Regions from separate parts of the Mus musculus genome. Here region 2 is linked to region 1. Evidence: chromatin contacts called from public Hi-C data. All regions are on one chromosome and are shown on one strand. The core of a region is the stretch at or near the end of the contact, and the rest is flanking DNA. Distances in the headings are between cores, read along the strand shown. Region 1 overlaps Fam78a (family with sequence similarity 78, member A). Region 2 holds the start of Cdk9 (cyclin-dependent kinase 9 (CDC2-related kinase)).

What was found. A called contact is a pair of places that touch in the nucleus more often than the background predicts.
Region 2: a Hi-C map of CD8 T cells shows a contact between it and region 1, with 2.6 times the contacts expected there. The contact joins the promoter of Cdk9 here to the enhancer-like site in region 1. A contact is called at or near these places in 2 of 484 Hi-C or Micro-C datasets (CD4 T cells and CD8 T cells) and 1 of 115 datasets of contacts at active chromatin or transcription factors (memory CD8 T cells).

What each region holds. Positions count from the first base shown.
Region 1 is chr2:32,065,172-32,071,472 of GRCm38.p6, forward strand. It overlaps Fam78a (family with sequence similarity 78, member A), which reads right to left. Exons shown (of 2, transcript NM_175511.4): 2 at 1,714-4,602. The coding sequence ends at 4,074. Among named protein-coding and RNA genes, the nearest start is that of Fam78a, 15 kb to the right of the region's middle. Within about 2 kb of position 4,015, at least 9 of the 459 cell types and tissues checked have an H3K27ac peak or open chromatin away from gene starts, as enhancers often do. A contact at or near this core is called in CD8 T cells, where this site is marked.
Region 2 is chr2:32,709,767-32,716,067 of GRCm38.p6, forward strand. It overlaps Cdk9 (cyclin-dependent kinase 9 (CDC2-related kinase)), which reads right to left and starts at 3,018. Exons shown (of 7, transcript NM_130860.3): 1 at 2,799-3,018; 2 at 2,265-2,346; 3 at 711-801; 4 at 277-443; 5 at 7-178. The coding sequence starts at 2,890. Mir2861 (microRNA 2861) reads right to left here and starts at 3,122; the gene lies at 3,041-3,122. It overlaps Mir3960 (microRNA 3960), which reads right to left and starts at 3,206; the gene lies at 3,134-3,206. It overlaps Gm33457 (a long non-coding RNA gene), which reads left to right and starts at 3,544. Exons shown (of 2, transcript XR_001783272.2): 1 at 3,544-4,983.

The DNA.
Region 1 (6,301 bases), core at 2,765-5,264:
GAGGCCCTGGAGGGGACGCTGCCCCTGCTTTTGTGGACTTGATATCTCTCGCTCGTTCTCAGCCTAGCCTGGACTTCTGAATTTAACTTGCTGTCAGCTAGAGCAGGCAGGAGGCTTTCATTGAGTCATCAGATGTCACCTGGAAGCCACTTGCCTCCTGCACATTCCACTACCCAAACCCAGGCTGTCACATCCCACTGTGGTGCAGCTAGCTATATGCTGTCCCAAAGATGGCTTCCTGAGCTCCTGGGGTCTGGTTTGTGTGAGCTGTCTGAACTACTCTTTTGAGAACACACACACATACCACAAAACAACAAAAACTCATCACGGTCCCTTGCACCCTTGCACGCATGCGCAATCCACAATCAAAAACCAAACTGACACAGGCACCTCCCAGGAGCCATCTGATGGAGAGTACCAGAGAAGCCCAAGATGCAACTTCCTGCACTGTGTCTTGGCCTCAAGCAACCGAGACCAGTACTGTTGGTATTGTAAAGTACCCAGAGAAGCCAAGCCTAAGGCCTAGATGGATGAATTGGGCACTTCCTGCCCCTCATAGCCGTGCAGTGAGGCCACACCCACTCTGGGGAAGCCTACAGCCCTCAGGTGAAGCTAACCCTTCTTCAAAGCCTGCTTTTCTATGGGCGTACATAACTAAGTACACAGACTTCTGGGACGTGAGGTGGGGAGAAAGGCCTTTGTTGTCTGAAGACCCTGGATGGAGGCCATGCTGCAGGCTAAGGACTTCCCTAATAAAAACCGATGATTATTTGGCACCAAATGTATACCCAGAGTCTTCTGCTCTGGCTGAGCATGCAGTGTCAGAGGCTGGCTCAGGCTGGAGTCAAATTTCGGCTCTACCTCTTGTAAGACATGAGGTCTGCCAGTTCTCAACACCCCCATTCACAACCTGCTTCCTTGTCCATAAGATGGGGAAGCCCCGATGGCCATCATGGCCCAGCCACTCTAGAATCAGAACCTAATTTATTTATCCACATTGGCCACAGGCAGCGCCCAAGAGCCCCTTTCCAAGAAAGCCTGGGTTTCATCCAAGTCCACACAAATGACCTTGTGCCAGGAGTCCACCATCAGGACACAGAGTCACTCTAGCAACTATGAGTCCCCCAACTTTCCACACAAATGTTCCAAAAGCTGGGGCCACTCAGCTGAGTGCCTGCTGCACACGGGAAAGGACCAGAAGGGATTTCTCAAACCCAAGTAAAGCTGGGCACCGTGGTGTAAGCCCGCAACCCCAGCACTGGGCCACTGGGACTTGCTGGGCAGCCAGTCTAACCTATTGGTGAGTCCAAGGTTCATCAAGAGACTCTCCCTCAAAAAGTAAAATAGACAGCCCTTGAAGACATTGGCCTCTGGTCTCTACAGACATGTGGAGTGCATGGGCAAGTAACACACACACACACACACACACACACACACACACACACCTGCAAAAGCCGTTCTTAAGTCTACTGTCTTTCTGGGACACTAGTCAGGAATATTTCTACAATCCCAGTGCCAGACCCGACGGAGACAGGAGCATGAGAAAGAGCAGCTGTACAGGCTGACAGGCCAGAGTCCCTGACTTCAGGCACTCAGCACAGGAACCACATAGCCACACAGCGTCCTCCCAACGCTCTCAGCCTGGCCAGCCACAGTGAGCCTGCTACCCTACATAATTGCCACCAGAGCCAAGGGTGCTTTAAAATTAATTTTATTTCTCTACATATCTTTTATTTTAATCTTTTTTTAAAAAAAAAAAGGTTTCTTTGACATTGTCTTCAAGAGTCTCGCGCCTGCTGGTAAGTGCACGCATGGGTTCGTGTTCACAGTACTGTCCGTGACCAAGGACAGTTGGTGCTTATTGCTAGAAACAGTGAGTGTCCATGCCCGGATGGGCATGGGTGTGAAGGACAGCAGTAGAGGGAAGCCTGGGGTCTGTCAACAACATGAGGCAATGGACCGAGGGGACCAACCCAAGAGAAGCTGAGTGTTCTCGCCCAGACCCACACAGCCTCTCTGGGGTTCTCCCTAGCCCTGTCTGTCTTCTGTCAGGCAGGAGGGGAGAGAGGAACGGGGAGCCAAGGAAGCCAGGTGGGCAAAGCCAGGCATGCAGTGGGGAAGGAGCGCAAGATATGTGGGTTTGGGGGTCCCCATGTCCAGAGCAGTTCGGGCCACCCCTACTGTGATTCCTAATCCTTATTCCCACCAAACCTTTAGAGAGCACTCAGCCCAGGACAAGGACTCGCTCCCAACCCTCACCAGGGCCTGTCTCTTTTCTTCAGGGCAAGGAAGTCCTGAACACAGAGAAGGCCTTTCCAGTCACCAGCCAACCCTGATCTAGTGTGGGGCTGAGACCTCATGGCTCTCCCAGCTAAGATGACATAGAGAAAGAGAAGGCTCCAGGGAGGTCCAGCCCTGACAAGTGGCTCTCCAGCCAACTGTGCCATGGGCATGATCTGTTCGGTGTGCTCCAGGTGACTGCAGCCCCCAGCCCTAGTGGCTGAGAATGACCAGACATTAAGTACCCTGGAAGGACAAGCGTCTCAAGTGTAGAAATAGAGCTGGGATCTAGCTGTACCTCCCATGCTGTCTCCGAGGCTCCCCTACAAATGGCTCAGCAGCAGCAAAAACATTCTTTTTCTTGTGATAACAGTTTTCTGTGCTTATTACTGGTTCGAATCCAGTGATGCAGCTGTTAGTACGCTTAACGGAGTGTCCCTCAAGCAGCTCAAAGCAGACATTTCTAGAAACCATGGCATCACTCAAGGACAAGTTCTAGGGCTCCAGAAGGGAGACCCCAAGACTGCCTACCATGTGTCAAGCCAGTTTCACAATGGCCTGACACCTCCCAGGTGAGTCAGCTGACTGCTTGCTCCCCAGACCTCCACCTCCCCAGGAGCACCTATGATGGGGAGGGGAGGGACCTAAGCACCCTCCAGCTGGTGCTTAGCTCCTATATGCAGCCCACCCCAGAGAGTCCGGGAGCCGCTTCCCCTGAGAATGAACCAGAAGCTCTGATATGGCTTCTTTACAGTGTGCTAGCGTATGGGCATCCCTGGGTGCTGGAACCCCAGATTCAAGTGTGATAGTGCTGGCCAGGAGGAAAGGGCATGCCATCTTTACCTTAAGACAGCTGGGACTGTCCAGACTCAGTGGCAATGCCCCAACCCCAACCCTGCCAGGCATTTGGGACCAAGATAATGGAAGAGAAAAAGCCACATTCCTAGGGGTGGGTTCTAGAGATAGCAAAGGTGAAAACGTTACCTAGCTCCAACCCAACACTTTGGGGACTCTTCTCCCAGAATACCTCCATCAGGCAACTTAAGGCTACTGAGGAGAGGGGTGGGGTCAAGGATCTATGCCCTGCTCAGCTCGTACCCCCACCCCCGGCAGGTACTGGGGAGGGGTTCTACTGGGGTGGAATAGAAGCTCTAGGAAGAGTCTGTGGTTTTGATTCTGCACAAACAACAGGATAAAACAGCTGGTTTTAGACCTGAGATCGCTCTCTTGCCCCCTCACGCAGACGCCCAGGAGGAGGAGCAGGGTTCAGGTGAGCCTCCCCTCTTCCCAGCTCTGACTGAAGAGGGCAAGTCCTGTAGGGCAGAGATCCGTGGCCTTTCCAGTTCTTTCTCTCCTTTAAATTCAGCTTAAGGCAAAAGTTTGGCAAAGCAAGTCTACATAAGGCCGCATGGCAGAGGGGAGGCAGAGGGGAGGCAGGAAGAGCAGGCTGGGTCCCCTGACAACCAGCCTCCTCCCCTGCCCCTGCATCCACAAAGAGGAGGGGAAAATTAAAAAAAGCGGTGTTTCGGAGAGTCAATGAACACTGAGGTTGTGATAGGAGGAGAGGAGCCCTGGGGGTGGGGTGGGTGGGCGCCTGTTGTCCCTGGCTCCCCCCTCCCTGCAGGGAAGCACGTGGAGGAGCCAGGAGGCCGGCCGGTTTTAGCACAGTGAGATCCGCCCCGGGAGAAGGTAGAATGGTTGTATTTTTCTGAATGACCGACAGGGCATCTGGGTTTCCTTCTGAGCAGTAATATTGTTACTACGTTGAGTCTCACCTCGCAGCAGCCTGGCTGTTACCGGTGCTTGGGCGGGATCACCACCAGTGGCTGCCCGTACTTGGGTCTCCACATGAGGACCTGTGCATCGTTGGCGTTGGGCTTGACCAGGGCACTGGGCGGGATGGGCTCATTCTTGCTAAGGATTTTAGGCTGGTCCTGGGCAATGGGCTCCCGCAGCCTGGCGCGCTGGCCCAGGGGCCGGTTGGGATTCACCTCGATGCTCAGCTGCATGCGCCAGTGCAGGGTCTGCAGGATGATCATATCATTGGTGGAGGTGTTGGTGGCCACCAGCCACGTGGTGAAGCTCTGGTCCCGGTAGATGTTGGTCAGTTTGGCCACGTTGCTCTCACTGACGGGCACGGCCCACGTGACGCTGGGGTAGAAGTTATCGTTCATGCTGATGATGAACTTGGAGTCCCTCTTGGTGGGCCCCACAATCGTGCAGGTCTCCGTGGTATTGCCGTACCAGGGATAGTTCACCCCATCAGAGTCACTGATGGCCTCGATCTTTCCTTCCTGGAGGTCGGGGAGCTCCCAGCTAGACCTAGGGAGCAAAGAAGGTCAGGAGAGGCTCAGTCACCAACCAGTAAGGCTTTTCTGCGTTCTTAGGATGTATCAGGTACTGTCCTGGGACCCTGGAGACAGGAGGGACTCAACCCCCTTTGCTCATGGGGCTGACGTGGGATGGAGCAGACAATAAACAGGACATTATTCAATACCAGGTAAGATGAGCCCAGTCACAGCCCGCTTCAATAACCCGAATGTTGGGCTGAAAAGACGACTCAGTAGTTCACCTACTGCTCTTACAGAGGACCCACGTTCAATTCCCACATGAGCAAAAATTCTTAACTCCAACCCCAGGAGGCCTGGTGCTCTCTTCTGGCCTATGTGGTACCCGCACTCATGTGTACATACACACACACACACACACATTTAAAATATTTTGGAGGGCTGGAAACATGGCTCAGCAGTTAAGAGCACTGCTATCTTTTAGAGGTCCTGAGTTCAAGTCCCAGTCCCGACATGGTAGTTTACAACCATGTATATAACTGTAATCCCATGGGATCCTGTTCCCTCTCCTTGTGATATACACACAGGCAAGACACCCATATACATACAATACATATATAATCATATATACATATATGATTATGTATATATATATTTTTTTTAAAGACTATTCTCTGAGTACCTTCCCAGGCCAGACCACCACTGAAGGCCAGCACCCTCCATGAGAGCCAGTCATTAAACTAGTAGGTGTCATTTGGGACTTGGAGAAGCCCAACTCTTTTTTTTGGGGGGGGGGTGTTCACGACAGGGTTTCTCTGTATAGCCCTGGCTGTCCTAGCACTCACTCTGTAGACCAGGCTGGCCTCAAACTCAGAAATCCGCCTGCCTCTGCCTCCCGAGTGCTGGGATCAAAGGCGTGCGCCACCACACCCGGCGAGAAGCCCAGCTCTTGACAGGGACTTGTCACTGAGTCTACAGTAATGACAAACACTGGCAAAGCTGGGCCTTCGTGAACACCAGTGGAATAACCGTATGAAGCCACACAGTTCTATGATCTTAGGGTGGAGGCCGTGGCTTCTCAGAGGCGAGGGCATCTACTGGACACACAGCCTAGGAATACAGCCTAGGGTGGGAGGGCAGCTCAGTAGAACGTCCTCCTGCCACATCTGTCTCTCCACCCAATGAAGGAGCCTTGAAAGGAAAGGAAATTCCGACACACACTGTGGTATGGAGGAGCCCAGGGGCACTGTGCTAACTGAAAGAAGCCACCACAGAAAGGTAACTACTGCAGGACAGCACTTACGCGTGGCGCCCAGAGCACCTGAGTTCTGAGACGGAAAGTGGAACCAGGGCTGCCCTGGGCAGGAAAGGAGGGTGCTGATTAAAGAGTGGAGTTCAGTTAGCAAAGGCAGAGAGTTCCAGAGAAGGATGGCACGGTGCTTTTGAGGGTGCCTAACGCCACTGAATTGCGCACCCTAACCATGCGGCTTTCAGTCTGACTGCTGGAGTGTCGCAGCACTGGGGCTGCAGGAGAACGGGCAGGAGCAGGTTGGCGTTTGTGTGATGTGTGTACATGTGTGTGTGTGGGGGGGGGCAGCACATGTGTGCACATGCATGCACATGCACTCCTGTGAGAGGCCCAGGTACTCTCCATGTTAGTCTGCCTGACTTTGGGCATTCCCCAATCTCTGTCTCCCACAAACTGGAATTACGAGCAGGCCCTCACACCCAGC
Region 2 (6,301 bases), core at 1,768-4,267, 640 kb after region 1:
CCTCACCGAGCAGCAGCTCCGGAGGCCGGTACCACAATGTCACCACACGGTTGGTGTATCGGTTGGGCTGGCTATTCTTAGCTAGGCTGAAGGCACGGGCCAGCCCAAAATCTGCCAGCTTCAGGACCCCATCCCGGGTAATGAGCACATTCGCAGCCTTCATGTCCCTGTGCAGGATCTGAAGGGAGGACACACAAGAGCTCAGTCAGGTTTCATAGCATCCTGGAGCCTGGCCTACACAGCAGTCAAGAGCAGAGAAGCCCCATTCTGCCCCACCTTGTTCCTGTGGATGTAGTAGAGGCCGTTCAGCAGCATCTGCATCACTCTCTTGATCTCAGACAACGTGAACTTGACTAAGACGTTGCTCAGCAGCCCAGCAAGGTCATGCTCACAGAAGTCAAACACCAGATAGATGCTGCCCTTGCAGCGGTTATACGGTGAGGCTGATACAGAAGGGGCAGAGAGAAAAATAAAAAATAAAAACCTGCATCCACCTCATTTTCCACAGCCAACTCCCAGCCCTCCAACCCACAGACACCCAACTCCAAACAAGACCAGAGAAGATGGGGGGCCGGCACTCGGGAGGCAGAGGCAGGTGGACCTCTAAGTGTGAGGCCAGCCTGGTCTATGGCGCAAGGTCCAGGACAGCCAGGGTTACACAGAGAAACCTTGTCTCAAACCCCCCTTTTCTCCTGAGGCAAGCAACACACCTTTGGTCCGACAAATCTCAATTAGGTTCACCACATTCTCATGTTTTAGGAGCTGTAGAATCTTGATTTCCCTCAAGGCTGTGATGGGGAACTAGGGAGGAGAAAGAGGAAGTGGTCAAAATTGAGAGCACAACAGACGGAGGAACTGTGGGTGGGGTGGGGGTGTGTTTGGGGTCTATACTGAGGGACAGAGGTTGAAAGACAGGCGAGAGAATCGTTCCTGTGTGATGGTTCCTATCTGGAATCCAATTCTCGTATCAGGAGACAGAGACATCAGAACCACCAAGTTCAAGGCCAGACTGCTTAGTTGAGCTCCTGATTCAAAAAGAAGGGAGAGGGGAAGATATATCTATATTTATCTGTAGCTAGCCTTTGCAAAATATAAAATAAGTGCAAACACACACATATCTCAAGGAGCTGCTAAATGTTGCCATCTAGATAATGGTGGCCTTGAACTTGTTTATGAACCATCTTTTTTCCCCAGTCTCATAAGTGCTGGGATTATAATCACAACCCTTTACTCCAGACTGGGAATTTATTTTAGACAACCCAAATAAGGATAAACATTTTGTCACTAACACTTGTGAGTTAAGATCAAGAAATTTGTGGGGCAGTGGTGGCGCACGCCTTTAATCCCAGCACTTGGGAGGCAGAGGCAGGTGGATTTCTGAGTTCAAGGCCAGCCTAGTCTACAAAGTGAGTTCCAGGTCAGCCAGGGCTACACAGAGAAACCCTGTCTCAAAAAAACCAAAAAGATCAAGAAATTTCCTGGGAATGGAGATAGTTGAATGGTTAAGGAAACTGGCTATGGTCACGTGTGGCAGTCCAGCCCTTTATTTCCAGCAGTCAGGAAACACAGGCAGTTGATCCTCTGTGAGTCTGAGAACAGCCTGGACCAAACAGTGAGTTCCAGGACAGTTGGGGCTACAGAGAGATTTTGTGTCAAACAAAACATAGAGTCCCTGTTTCAGGGAAACACACACACCACAGCACTGGCTATCCTCCCCCAGGACCCAGGTTCAATTCCCAGCACCCACACAGTGGATCTTTTGTCCCAAATGATCCAAGGCAACCTGGCACACCTTTCTGGCTTCCTCAGGTACCCAGGTACTGGAGAATAGTGCTGTACACAGACATGCCAGAAAACAGAAGACCCTATAGACGCAAAGTAAGACAAACAGCATTTTCCTTACAAAGGCAATGCTGCTGAGGCTGATGGAAACAACACCTTTCAGAACATCACCTTAAGCTCAGCGGCCTTTTAAACGGCTTGTGCACAAATGGTCTCTTCATACAAAACAAAATTCAACGCCAAGCTAAGCTGAAAGTTTTCTAGAGTCAACCTGCACTCCATGGGAAAAGCACAGGCTCCCTCCCGTGGCTCCCACAGAACTCTGCCACTAAAGCTCAACAGTGTAAATGGAAAGCCAAATTCCTTGTTCCATGGAAAACCGAAAAACACTAGGTCGAATCTCAGCACAAAACCCTTTGAAGTAGCGGTGTGGAAACCCAGCCAGGTTAGAAGAAGGTCGGCCCAGTGGTCCATATACTCACCCCCTCCTTCTCATTCTCCATCAACACTTTCTTCAGAGCCACCTTCTGGCCCGTCTGACGGTGCTTGGCTTTAAAGACTTCCCTGCAGGCACAGAGAAAGACCCAAGGGACCCATAAGGCATTTCCGCAGGGAGTGCCCCTCCCCCGCGCGAAGGGGAGCAGCAGGAGCCCAGACCCACGGCGGGCGGGGTGCGGCCTCGGATCCGGGACGCGGTCATTCCACACCGCGTGTCTTCCGTCCTCCTCCCGGCCTCTGCTTACTCCTACTCAGCCCCTACTCCTCCCCTAGAGGTGGCCGCTCACATTCGGAGTGGCTCTCAGCAACCCTACCCAACCCCCATCACGGGCCCCAGGCTCCTCCCCGCCAGTCGGCTCGGTTGGGCCGGGAACGTCTGCGCCGCGGCCGAGCAAGACCGGGCAACAGCCACGAAAACAGAAGCTTCCGGACCACCTCGGCCCGGGCTCTGGGCGACCCGACGTCGGCCCTGGAAAGTGCAGGTCCCGGGCTCGCGGTCCCACGCGGCCTAATCTTACCCGAATGTGCCTTGGCCGATCTTGGCAAGTTTCTCGTACTTGGTGACCTCATCGCAGAACGGGCATTCCACCGAGTCGTACTGCTTGGCCATGGCCACCTCCAGCGCGCCTCCGCCGCCGCCGCCGCCGCCGCCCCCAGCCGCAGCTCCCGCCGCTCCCGGTCCCGCCACACTCCAGGCCCCTCCGCGGCCGCGCCACTTCCGCCTCCACGGCCACTTCCGGCCTCGAGGTGCCGAGCCCGCCTCTTCCGGTCTCCGCCCGCCGCCAGGCCCCCTGGGACTTGTAGTTCCCGGGAGGCCAGGGGGAGCCGGAGCTGCAGAGGAGCCTCCGCCGCCGCCACTGCCCCCGCCTCCGCCGCCGCCGCCAGCGCTGTTGGCGGCCCCGATCGGGGGCGCAGGAAGCCGTGGCGCTGGGGCTGGGGCTCGCGGCGGTGCGTCCCGCTGCATTGGCCCGGGCCGTGCTGCTGCCGAAGCTGCTGCCGCTCTGGCTCCCGATCCGGGGCCAGCCGCAGTGCCCTGCTCCTCCTCCTCCGACGGCGCCGCCTCCGCCGGGCTGCGCGGGGCGGCGGGTGGTGGTGGGGGGAAGGCCTGGGGGCGGAGGCTCCCTGGCCAAGCCCGGCCCGGGGCGGCAGGGCAAGGGGGCGAGATAGGCAGAGCAGACGAGGAGGCGGCCCGAAAGCCCGGGAGGGGGCGCGTTATAAAGGGGGAGGTGCCCGTCCTGGCCTCCCCTCCCCCTCCGCCCACCCCCTCCCTCCTCCTCCCACCCTTCGCAGCCGCACCTGCCGCCGCCGCCTCCCGCCCTCCCGCTCCCAGTCCAGCGTCCGCCCTCGGCGCGTCACTGCTCGCAGCCCCTCCTCTGCCTTTGGAGGTGGGGCTCCGCACTAGACACCTGCCTGCGGCTCCCTCCTGCGTGCCTCAGTTTATCCCCCGAATGCCAGCTGCTACAGAATGGCCCTTCTTCCAGGACCGGGAGTGTGCTCCCGGTGAGGCGAAGGCAGGAGGTGCCGTGGGAGCGGCCTTGAGGCCAGGGGAAGAGAGAACTGCCCCCGCTGCCGCCTCCGTCGTCTCAGCCACCCGCCGTTGACATGGCAACTGACGGCCGCCAGGGGGCGCGGCGACACTGTGGGCGGTGAGCGATCAACGCTCAGGCCTAAACCCTTGGATCTTGTGTTGTCAGGATGGATCTACTACAACCTTCCTTCACAGAGCCGCGCCAAAGCTGGTCTGTCCAGAGTCAATCATCCCCAAAACTGTTAACATTGAGCCGGCACTCCTGATGCTTTTGAAATGGGCGTGAGCCGGGCCTTGATGGCGCACGCCTTTAATCCCAGCACTTGGCAGAGGCAGATGGATTTCTGAGTTCCAGGCCAGCCTGGTCTACAGAGCCAGTTCCAGGACAGCCAGGAAAAACAACAATAACACAGAGAGACAGAGAGGAGAGTCTGAAGTCTGTTCTGTCTTCCTCTACTGTCTTGAAATTCTGAGCTGATCATGGCCGATTTTTCCAGCGTTTACCTCCTGGTCTGTGGTCCTACAAGCTCCCTTCTGTTTCAGTTTCCCAATCCCTCCTGTCTTCAGAGTTGCCACCCCACTCTCCAGGGTCAGCTGCAGGCTTCCCGTTTGCTTCCCCCTCTTGTTTGATGGAGACAAGTCGTGGCTGGTCTGGTGCTCACACAGTAGTCTAGGCTGACCTTTGAACTCCAGGCATCCCTCCCAACTCACCGTATCACTGTGTCCAGCAGTGCTTTCCAGGTTTATCCCACATTGTCTGGGCTTGAAGATTCTTGGAAGGAGGACTGGTTTCGGGGACCCTGGAGCCCCAGAGTACCTACTATGAGAAGGGTCCTGGCAGCAAGATTTTTCAAGACCCTCCATAGAGCCAGGGCTTTAAAGGAGATCAAGCCATATGACCCAGAGCCTACCTTCCTGGATACACTGCTTACCTGAAACAAGAAGTGGTGGTGGGGGGATGCCACCAGGGGTAAGGAGAGAGTACGTGCATTAATTATGATGACAGGATGTGGCTAAGTCCTCCCTTTAGCCCTGCACAGGAGTTATTTCTATTATCAGTTATTCACGGAGCACTGCTCTTCCCTCCACTGTACATAACGACCCTGACACTCAGAGGTGAGATGACTGGGCCATGGTCACACTGCCAGTCAGTGGCCACACTAGCTTTGAACCAGGTAAGTTTGGCATAAACTCCCAACAGTCCTCCTATGTCAAGGCCCCTCCCAATCTGGGCTCAGCATGAAAGCGTGACAAAACTTGGGAGTGATCTCACCTGGCACTCACTGCCCCCGGGGGTGTGTGTGAGGAGTAGTGGGGGGGGGGTGAGGAGGTGTGGCAGGTAACAGTAGCACTGAGGGCCGAGGACTTTGCAGGGCTTATGTGGAGTTTTAAGCCGTAGCTGGTGCCTGTTTCTCATGAGCCCTCCCTAAGTCACATCCTGTGGGCAGAGAGGCTTTAGCAGGGTTTCCTGTGATGTTGTCACCTCTGGCCCCAACCAGAGCCCTGACATCTTCCAGTCACTTCCTCAGAGTCATGGGCCCTCAGCTCTCCACAGGGAAGCAGTGGTGGTCTGGAGGCTTTGTAAGGCTGCCCAGTTCTGAAGTCCGGGTTCTCCACCACTGGTAAATCCAGGAGGGGACTAGAGAGGGGGACTAGCCTTTCGAATCCACTTTGGCTACCGCTTTGTTGGCTGCAAATAATGCCTGCTTCCTGTGGATTGCCCAAACCACCAAGGCCCAGCATGTGACTCAGCCTCTGTCAACACCTGCTGACTGGCTGGCTGATGACACACCCTCAAGAGGGTCTGGTGTATGGCCATTTAACAGCTACGGAAGCCAAGCCTGGTGGCAGACAACTGGAATCCCAGCTACTAAAGAAACTGAAACAGGAAAGTTCAAAGTCTAGGGCTTGTCTGGGCTAGAGAGTAAGTTCAAAGCCAGTTTAGAGTCTCTGTGAGACCTGGTCTAAAAAAACGAAAAAATAAAGCCAGGTATGGCCCACACATTTAATCCCAGCACTCAGGAGGCAGAGTCAGGTGAGTCTCTGTGAGTTTGAGACCAGGCTGGTCTATACATTGAGTTCCAGATCAGCCAGAGCTACATAACAAGAATCTGTCTCAAAAAATAAAATAAGCTGGGTGGTGGTGGCACACACCTTTAATCCCAGCACTTAGGAGGCAGAGGCAGGCGGATTTCTGAGTTCGAGGCCAGCCTGATCTACAGAGTGAGTTCCAGGACAGCCAGGGCTACACAGAGAAACCCTGTCTTGAAAAACCAATAAATAAATAAATTTAATTAAATTAAAAAAATACAAAGCCTTAGAGTGCTTTTCTAGACTAACTTTGAACTCACAAAGAACTCCTTGCCTCTGCTTCCCAAATGCTGGAATTAAAGGTTTGTGCCACTAGCTCAACTCCAGCTTTTGACCTTATCCAGGATCGTGGTTTGAATATGAATGGCATCCATGGATGAGTGGTGGTAGCACACACTTTTA